2 separate regions of the Arabidopsis thaliana genome follow, and region 2 is linked to region 1. A link is a contact called in public capture Hi-C data. All regions are on one chromosome and are shown on one strand. Each heading gives the region's core, a stretch centred on a gene start, on an enhancer-like site or on the middle of the called end of the contact. The rest is flanking DNA. Distances are from core to core; before and after follow the strand shown. Region 1 holds the start of PSAD-1 (photosystem I subunit D-1). Region 2 holds the start of AT4G03090 (sequence-specific DNA binding transcription factor ATNDX).

Region 1 (4,369 bases), core at 773-3,272:
TAGAAAGAAAAAAAACTTAACTATTATCTCAGAGTCAGTCAGGTATTGGTCACAAACTTTGCAAAGCCTGGATCTGATAAATGGTTGTTCTTTAACTGTCATATATAAGGGATGCATTCAAAATAAGGATACTTACAAGTTACAAGTCTCAACTACACGAAACTCTAGCTAAACCAAGTGCATTCCTAGCTACAAATCCTAGAACGCACAAGCTCGCTATAAACCTTGTATCCAACAAACTTTGTCTATTCCATGTGGGAGTAGCATAAACAGTCTATGACATAAACACTCGAAAATATGTGATATCATCAAGATAGAGTTCAGAATTTTCGTCCAAAATAAGAAACAAGGCTCTTAAACATAGTCACTATAGATTGAAAAAACGCACAGAAAACGGTAGAGAAATGGTGCCAAATTCCACAAACAATGCCTTTGGTTCGTTTTTTGTTTTGGAAAATCTCTATTTTACGCTTCGATCATGCTTTACCAAATCCAATTGTGAGAGTGTATAAGTAGCTTACATTCATAATGAGATCAGCCGAAATGGAAATTTTGAACGGTAACGCGATTCCACAGCACCGTTGCCAAAATCGAGAAGACGTGAGCCGAATTAGTGGATACGATCAACCAATAAGACGATCCTGAGTTGAATTATCTCCGTCGCGTGAAGGAACACTCAGATAATCAGGGCGATGTAATAAACGTTAATTACAAGAACAATCGGAACCTCACTATGGTTTTGGATCGGAGACTGGGAAACGAAACTGTCAGTCCTCTTTCGTGGCCATCGTTCGATCAAGTGTGCTTCTGCGAAAGAGGCAGAGACGATCGGCGAATATAAGATCCGAATCCTTTAAACCCGACCGTTTGAAATTGAACCGTTGGGCTACGATAATGATTTTAACTTTCCTTTTTCTACTCAACCGGCCCATTAAAGCCCAACATATGCCTTCCAAAATTACGTTATAGTTTAGGCCCATAAAAGATCCATTAAACCAAATGGAACAACAAATTATCAAAACAAAATCCATTAAAAATTAACATGAAACATAGTCATAATCATCACCACATGCACATAGTTTTTGGTTTTTTTAGTTTACAGATCTTACAAATCATAACTTTGTTTGCCAGTAAACTTAACTTCAATGGGACTAACATTTTTCCCAATAGATCTCATGTTGAGACCAACACCTTCTCTTCCTGGATTCGCCTTCTCTGGATAAACACCATCTTTAGGATGAAGATATTGAACCTCACCGTTAGGAAACACTCTGTAAAACTGGTAAGTGATCTTGTACTTGGATCTAAGCCTTGTCCCCAAAGCTAAACACTGCTCTTTCCTCGCTAGCTTCAGAAGATTCGGACCTTCTCTCATGATCGCTGCTCCTCCTGTCGGCATCTCAAAGATCTGTTCTTTCGGTGAGTTCCACGTGATAACGTAGAACTCTTCCACTTGCGCTTTACGTAGAAGACCACCGGTGCTTCCAGCGAAGATCGGAGACGGTGTGTTTGGGTCTAGCTGCGGTGGCGTGAATCCCACGGGAGCTTCTTTCGTGGCGGGGGCTGCAGCAGCGGCGGCGGAGGAATCTGTTTTCTCGGCGCGGATTGCGGTTTTGGTGAAGGAGAGGGATTTGGGACGGTGGGTTGTTGAGAAAAAGTGGAGTTTCTTGACGCCGGAGGTTGCGGCGGTTGTTATGGCGGAGTTGAAGATCCCGGCGGCTTGAGTTGCCATTGTTTTTTTTTTCTCTGTTCTCTAATGAGCAAATTGCTTATTGGTATGTTTTGATGAGAAGAGAAAAGAGATAATATTGCGAAATGAGAAGCTAGAGTTTGTTGGATTAAGTGGATAAGGTAACCAATAGGATTCAACCATTAGATTTTTCTCTTACCCATCTTATTCTGATATTATCTGACGTCGTTTTGCCTCCTTTGTTCTGATTCTTTCTTTTCTTTTTTTCTTTTTCTTTTTCAATATCAATTCAAATTAAGGCCTGATAATCTAGAACATCATTGACCATTAGAGGACCAAATCATTTGGATTGATCATCTATATGTGTTGGGCTTTGAGCTTAGAAGATTGAAACTTGGGCCTGAATCAAAATTAGCTTTTTCTAGAATCTTACTACATAGGCCTTGTTCAATTGGGTACCGCTCATAGATGGTTTCCCAGAATTCTAGCTAATCGTCCGAGGTTACTACTTATCATCCCAAATCTACTGTATGACCTGGATTATTTACTTATTCTAGTTATGTTTTTTCGGTTTTACACGCTCATCCCCTTAGACAACCTTATTGACTTTAGAAGAAATTAATGGTGATGAACGATTAAGATTGAGTTGTTTGAATGTTGGGTTGGCTGATTTTATAGCCATAAACTAATTGCATTTTCAGCTTTTCCTCAACACTTTTTGTTTCTTAAATTTCCACCATAAACTTTGATAATTCTTTAAATTACAACATGTACTTTCGGATTCATCCTTAAACATACATTTCCAATTGAACCGGTCATTAAACCGGAATTAACCACAAATTCGCGTTTACTGTACCGCGATTGCGATTTACCCGATTAATCACTTATATCCGTTAAGAAAAGGGTTGGCTGATTTTATAGCCATAAACTAATTGCATTCTCTGCTTTTCCCCCCACACTTTTTGCTCCTGAAATTTCCACCATAAACTTCGATAATTCTTAAAATTGCAACATGTACTTTCAGATTCATCCTTAAAAATATGTTTCCAATTGAACCGGTCATTAAACCGAGATTAACCACAAATCCGCGTTTACTGTACCGCGATTGTGATTTACCCAACTAATCCCACACCCGTTAAGAAACGACGTCGTTTTGTCTTTGTTTTATAATGTGAATCTATCTATATATGTTATGTGTTGTGTTAATTGGTAAGGAAAATGACAAATCGAACTAGATAAAACTCCTAATCATAAGGATAGATAAGACTCCAAATCAATCAGTCAACCTAAATAATATCATCTTAAAGAGAATCATTTTCCGAAAATACATCATCCAAGATAGACAAAAAAGGTTGAAGATTGTTCCAATGACAATCTAAATCAATAAAGAACTAGAACTACTCTCATTGATCACATAGATTGCTTTTTTGTGTGAGTGGGATTAGTCGGGTAAATCACAATAGCGGTATAATAAACGCGGATTTGTGGTTAATCTCGATTTAATGACCGGTTCAATTGGAATCATATTTTTAAGGATGAATCTGAAAGTACATGTTGCAATTTTAAGAATTATCAAAGTTTATGGTAGAAATTTCAGGAATAAAAAGTGTGGGGGAGAAAGCTGAGAATGCAATTAGTTTATGGCTATAAAATCAGTCAACCCTTTTCTTAACGGATATAGGTGATTAATCGGGTAAATCGCAATCGCGGTACAGTAAACGCGAATTTGTGGTTAATTCCGGTTTAATGACCGATTCAATTGGAAATGTATGTTTAAGGATGAATCCAAAAGTACATGTTGTAATTTAAAGAATTATCAAAGTTTATGGTGGAAATTTAAGAGGCAAAAAGTGTGGGGGGAAAAGCTGAGAATGCATTTAGTTTATGGCTATAAAATCAGCCTACCCTTGAATGTTTGAAGTCCTAAAACGGTATTGGCGGGAACTTATGGTTTTTCAAAAAAAAAAAGTTCTAGCAGTAACTATCTTCTCTTATGTGTCCCTTAGAAAGCGTTTTGAAGGCATTAGAAGTCTTGACCAAAACTTAGTGACTTTTGGATCCAACACCTAAAGGTGGATGTATTGAGTTAGAATAGGTTAATGTGGTGATTATTCTTCAAACACGATTCTAAGCAATGCTCAAAACAATCAACGTGGTCCCGAAACTCATATTTTGGTTTACGTTTAAAGACAACTACAAGACGTGCTTCATTTCTACAAGACAATAACACTTGGATCGTCAACTTAATACTCAAGGCTACGAATATGTAAAATGGTATAAGAGTGTCAATCCAGAGAACTCTTCGAGGCATGCATTTTACTACTGTCCAAGGCATGCATTTTACTACTGTCCAAGGCAGTCGTGGTAACAAAGGGCGACGAGGAAGAGGTGGACCGTGGACGAGGCAAAAAAAAGCTTTAAATCTACACATACTCCTCTTCCCTTCTCTTGTTGATTGCTTACTTCAATGTAATCACCTACTATCATGTACTTTTATAAAAAACTACTCTATGATATCTAGGACATAGGCTTGTACTATTTGCTACCTTTAGATTAATGCACCAAACTGTTTCAAAAAACAAAAAAAATTGGGGTATGCATGAGTGCATGATATTTCAATGGTGTGACCGCAAATTTGTTGTAACACTCCGGTTTCAGGAATATGGTGATGCATACAAA
Region 2 (4,369 bases), core at 801-3,300, 140 kb after region 1:
AAATAGAGAAAAAAATTGCTAAATTTCAATAGACTTACAATTGAAAGAACTTTTGCTTTCATTCTAGATGTGGAAGCTATAGTTACGGTTGCTCCAACAAATTCAGGTGTAATAGTTAGTGATAGTATGGATTGAGCTAGCCTAAGAACGCCACCTTTTCCACATAGCTCCTGAGAGAAAATACCAGAAAACATAATTCTGAGATTCGTCCTCCATAAAATCATCAATTAAGCAAAACAAATTATTAACAACTCGTGATTAATGTACAAACACCAAGCAATAGAGAAACCTTGTTTTTAGCGACACGTTCTCTAAAGGGTTTGTGTTGGCATAGAGAATGAAGGAACTGCAAAGCAGCTTCAGCTTGTTGGCAGTGGAAGTTAACCTCCTCTACAGAACTTGCGCCTAACTTTTTTGGGGAGTCAGTTTGTCTATACAGCAACTTCGCTTTCAAAGATATCACAACATTGAGAACAGCTCCAAAAGCACTGTCTATAAACACATCAACCTAGATGAAAAAAAAAAAAGAATCAGATCAAACTAATCCCAAGGCAGCAGAAACCCAGATCCCAAAGCATAAGCGTAATTTTCTTAATATATTTTCCTCACATTGGCATTTCAAACACATTATGATAAGGTCATAGTTTCATACCCTTGGGTGTGCAAGCAAGACGAGAACAAGATCTTGGGAGTTAGGAGAGATAAACCCGTGAAACAGGTGGAGACAAGAAGCCACCAATGTAGCCTCTAGTAACGATTCTTTATTCGAATTACAGCTTTCCTGGAAACAAGCAACGGACATGAATTATACAGCTCTAAAAAGAAACAGGAAGAGACAAAAAAAGGATTCTACAGAAAAGAACCTTTCTGTTACGGCCAAGAGCTATTATCACAAGGATCACCAGATCAATCATCTGTGCTGATAATTTCACATCGTCAAGCAAGACCTATCACAATATGCAAACAAAAAAAAGAATCAAACATTATGTTCCATGGAGGCATAAAGTCCAATTCTTTAAAAGCTCAAAACCACATATGAAGATGGAACAACCTGCTCGAGTTTAGCATTACGAGGTGTTAAGTCACACAACGTCTGCAACAGTCTGATCCCACACAGTATATAACGAGACTTTCCATCTTTATTAGGAGTCATAACCACCGCAATGAGGTGCCGAGGTAACATTTTCACCATCTTCTCAACACTAATCTGAAAGAAACCTAAACATCAGTACTTACTACAAATGAATAGCAAAAAACTGAAAAAGCAAATCAAGTTTAAAAATGCACCTTTTGTGGTAACACTTGCTCAGAGTTAAAGCAAATAGAGAAATCTCCATTATCTTTAAGCAGCTTATGAAATTCCACAGAGTTTCGCCAATGCAAAGCGTTCACAGCTTGTACCATGTGTTTAGGCTGCAACAATCGAACCATGACTGTCACTAATATGCAACAGTGACTGAATCTAGTTTCCGGTGAATGAAGAGCGACTAGAATTTTGTCTCGCCGTGAGTTATAGTGTTAGGTTATGTGACAGAGAAGAAGATACGAAAATCAAAAGCAGTGAAATCTACTTCAGGGTATGGTGGCATAACGGTAAATGAGTAAAAAGAATGAGGTTAATTTCTAAATATATTGACACTGAGCCTCGCTCTTTGTAGTAGAAGGGAAAACTCAGCTATGGCTTATCGGATTATTTGATTCCAGCGACCAATTTCAAACCCTAACATTTTATTTCCAAATGTTGTTGAAACGATGAAGACAATCACGTGAGAGTACACGTGACCTCTTTTCTTTGGGTCTAAATCGTTTAATTAAAGCCCAACATAGCTTTTACTTCTTTTTTTAAAGCCCAAATTGAGTACAGCAAAACGAACAGTCACTTTAAAACTCATGAAGATTTATTTCACCAATTGATCAACTAGAACTATCAAAATAGTAAACCATTGAGCATTTAGAAGAAAATACTTACTTCAGATATATGTTTTGACGTTGATGGCGTAATTGTTTCAGACATATAGTTTGATGATGAGGCTTCTTTATCCGATCTAGACATCGATCGAGTTTTACTTCGATCAATAGATTGTTTCTTGTTAGATGGGATCTAGAAACAAAAGTATGAATAATAGATATTGCATACCAATTTCAACCATTATAGTTCTGATTAGAACACTTAATAAACTTCCACAGCTGATTAACAACCACATAAATTTGAAAATCTATTGTAATTTAGTGATTTAAATTTGAGATCCATGACAAATATATGTAGCTTTGATAATCTAAAGATATGTTTTCCATCACATGATTTGAATTTCGAAGAAAAGTTTGCGACGGAAAAATTCTTAACGTCTGACTCATTTTTCCACTATTGATGTAAGAAAATGATAAAATCGTTAAAAATCAAAAACATATATTTCGTATCCGTAGATCTAATAGAGTAAAATAGTTGTAGTTCAATCTAAACTGAAAAGAAATTGACGCACCTGTAACAAATTTCTCGGAGACGGCTTCATCGCACAAGAACCCTAGCGGCGGAGGACTTCACCTTTTTATGTATGCTAAACCGGTTTGTTAATAACAAAATTTGGTTAACTATGCTCATTAAAGGTAAAAAAGGAAAAAACAAATATACACACGTATCGTAATCTAATTGGTCTTTACATTGCAAATGAAATTTATCCCAACAATACATTACAAAAAAAATAAAATTTTGGTTTATTGTTATTATTTTATATGAAAAAGAAAAATAATTTTATTATTATAATAATAAAAAGAATTAGTATCAACAAAAAAAAAAAACTTTCTTAGTTTTTGTTGTGAATAAAAATTTCAAATATGTTTAACAAAATAAAAACTGAAAATATTTTTTAAAATGAAATGAAAATATCTGTATACTAACCTTAATGATAGATCACAAATAATTTAAAAAGTGAATTTTTTTTTTCTTTTCACAAGAGGGATAATTTAATTGAGCAAGATAAATATTACATTGGGCTATGGAATGCCCCATAACACAAAAGCTACAGAAATATATTATGCCCAACTAAAGCCCATCAGAGAAACCGAACATGGAAGAAAATGATAAAATCGTTAAAAATCAAAACCATATCTTTCGTATCCCTAGATCTAATAAAGTAAAATAGGTTTAGTTCAATCTAAACTGAAAAGAAATTGACGCACATGTAACAAATTTCTCGGAGACGGCTTCATCGCACAAGAACCCTAGCGGCGGAGGACTTAAACTTTTTTTTATGTATGCTAAACCGGTTTGTTAATAACAAAATTTGGTTAACTATGCTCATAAAGGGTAAAAAAGGAAAAACAAATATACACACGTACTGTGATCTAATTGGTCTTTACATTGCAAATGAAATTTTGTCCCAATAATACATTACAAAAAACAAATATTTTGGTTTATTATTATTATTTTATATGAAAAAGAAAAATAAGTTTATTAGTATAATAATAAAAAGAATTAGTATCAACAAAAAAAAAAAACTTTCTTAGTTTTAGTTGTGAATAAAAATTTCAAATATGTTTAACAAAATAAAAACTGAAAATATTTTTTAAAATGAAATGAAAATATCTGTATACTAACTTTAATGATAGATCACAAATAATCTAAAAAGTGAATTTTTTTTATTTTTTTCACAAGAGGGATAATTTTATTGAGCAAGATAAATATTACATTGGGCTATAGAATGCCCTATAACACAAAAGCTACAGAAATATATTAGGCCCAACTAAAGCCCATCAGAGAAACCAACATGGAAGAAGAAATGTATTATCTTTTGTCTCTATCCAAAGCCACGTGTCTTCTATTGTAGAGAAACCAATACACGTATTGGATGAGAATCCAAAGTTTTCCCGACTTCATCCTTTGCCGTCAAACATCGATTCTGGTGAAGATTCGACGTCGATTAACAAATCAAACATGAAAACTTATGGGTTTTCACCGGTTAAAACAATCAAAGCTCCAATTAGAGAAACAACAGCTCAAGGCAATGTTAATATGCGACGGAAATCACTTTTGTTCTTCAACTCAAATCTCTGATTTGATTCCTGCACTTCTAAACTCAAAAAGAAAAACAGGTTGGATAATAAGTAACAGAAGCGAAAATCGCTCTATCATTATCACCAACACATCTCAAATGAGAATTATTGAAAACAAAACTAATTTATGAAAAAACAAAAAGCAGCAAAAGAGCGCTGACGGCATAGCCGAGCATCATCACTATGAAAGCCAAATGATGTCGGACAAAACTTGGCCAACACCGGAAAGAACTAGTAGTTGCTAGACGATAATCCTTATCGGAAGAGGCAGAAGCCGAAAAGAATTCCGGACGGCATAGTGATTTTCAGCTTTCTCTCT

What was found. Capture Hi-C pulls out chosen DNA fragments and counts their contacts.
Region 2: a capture Hi-C map of root shows a contact between it and region 1, with 2.4 times the contacts expected there. The contact joins the promoter of AT4G03090 here to the promoter of PSAD-1 in region 1. A contact is called at or near these places in 1 of 26 Hi-C or Micro-C datasets (root) and 1 of 3 other capture datasets (root).

Annotation. Positions count from the first base shown.
Region 1 is chr4:1,228,142-1,232,510 of TAIR10.1, forward strand. It overlaps PSAD-1 (photosystem I subunit D-1), which reads right to left and starts at 2,023. Exons shown (of 1, transcript NM_116511.4): 1 at 890-2,023. The coding sequence starts at 1,732. The coding sequence ends at 1,106. It overlaps AT4G02760 (RNI-like superfamily protein), which reads right to left and starts at 873. Exons shown (of 15, transcript NM_001340403.1): 1 at 522-873.
Region 2 is chr4:1,369,507-1,373,875 of TAIR10.1, forward strand. AT4G03090 (sequence-specific DNA binding transcription factor ATNDX) reads right to left here and starts at 2,051. Exons shown (of 16, transcript NM_001340421.1): 1 at 1,970-2,051; 2 at 1,288-1,413; 3 at 1,052-1,207; 4 at 864-947; 5 at 653-781; 6 at 290-508; 7 at 39-170. The coding sequence starts at 2,014.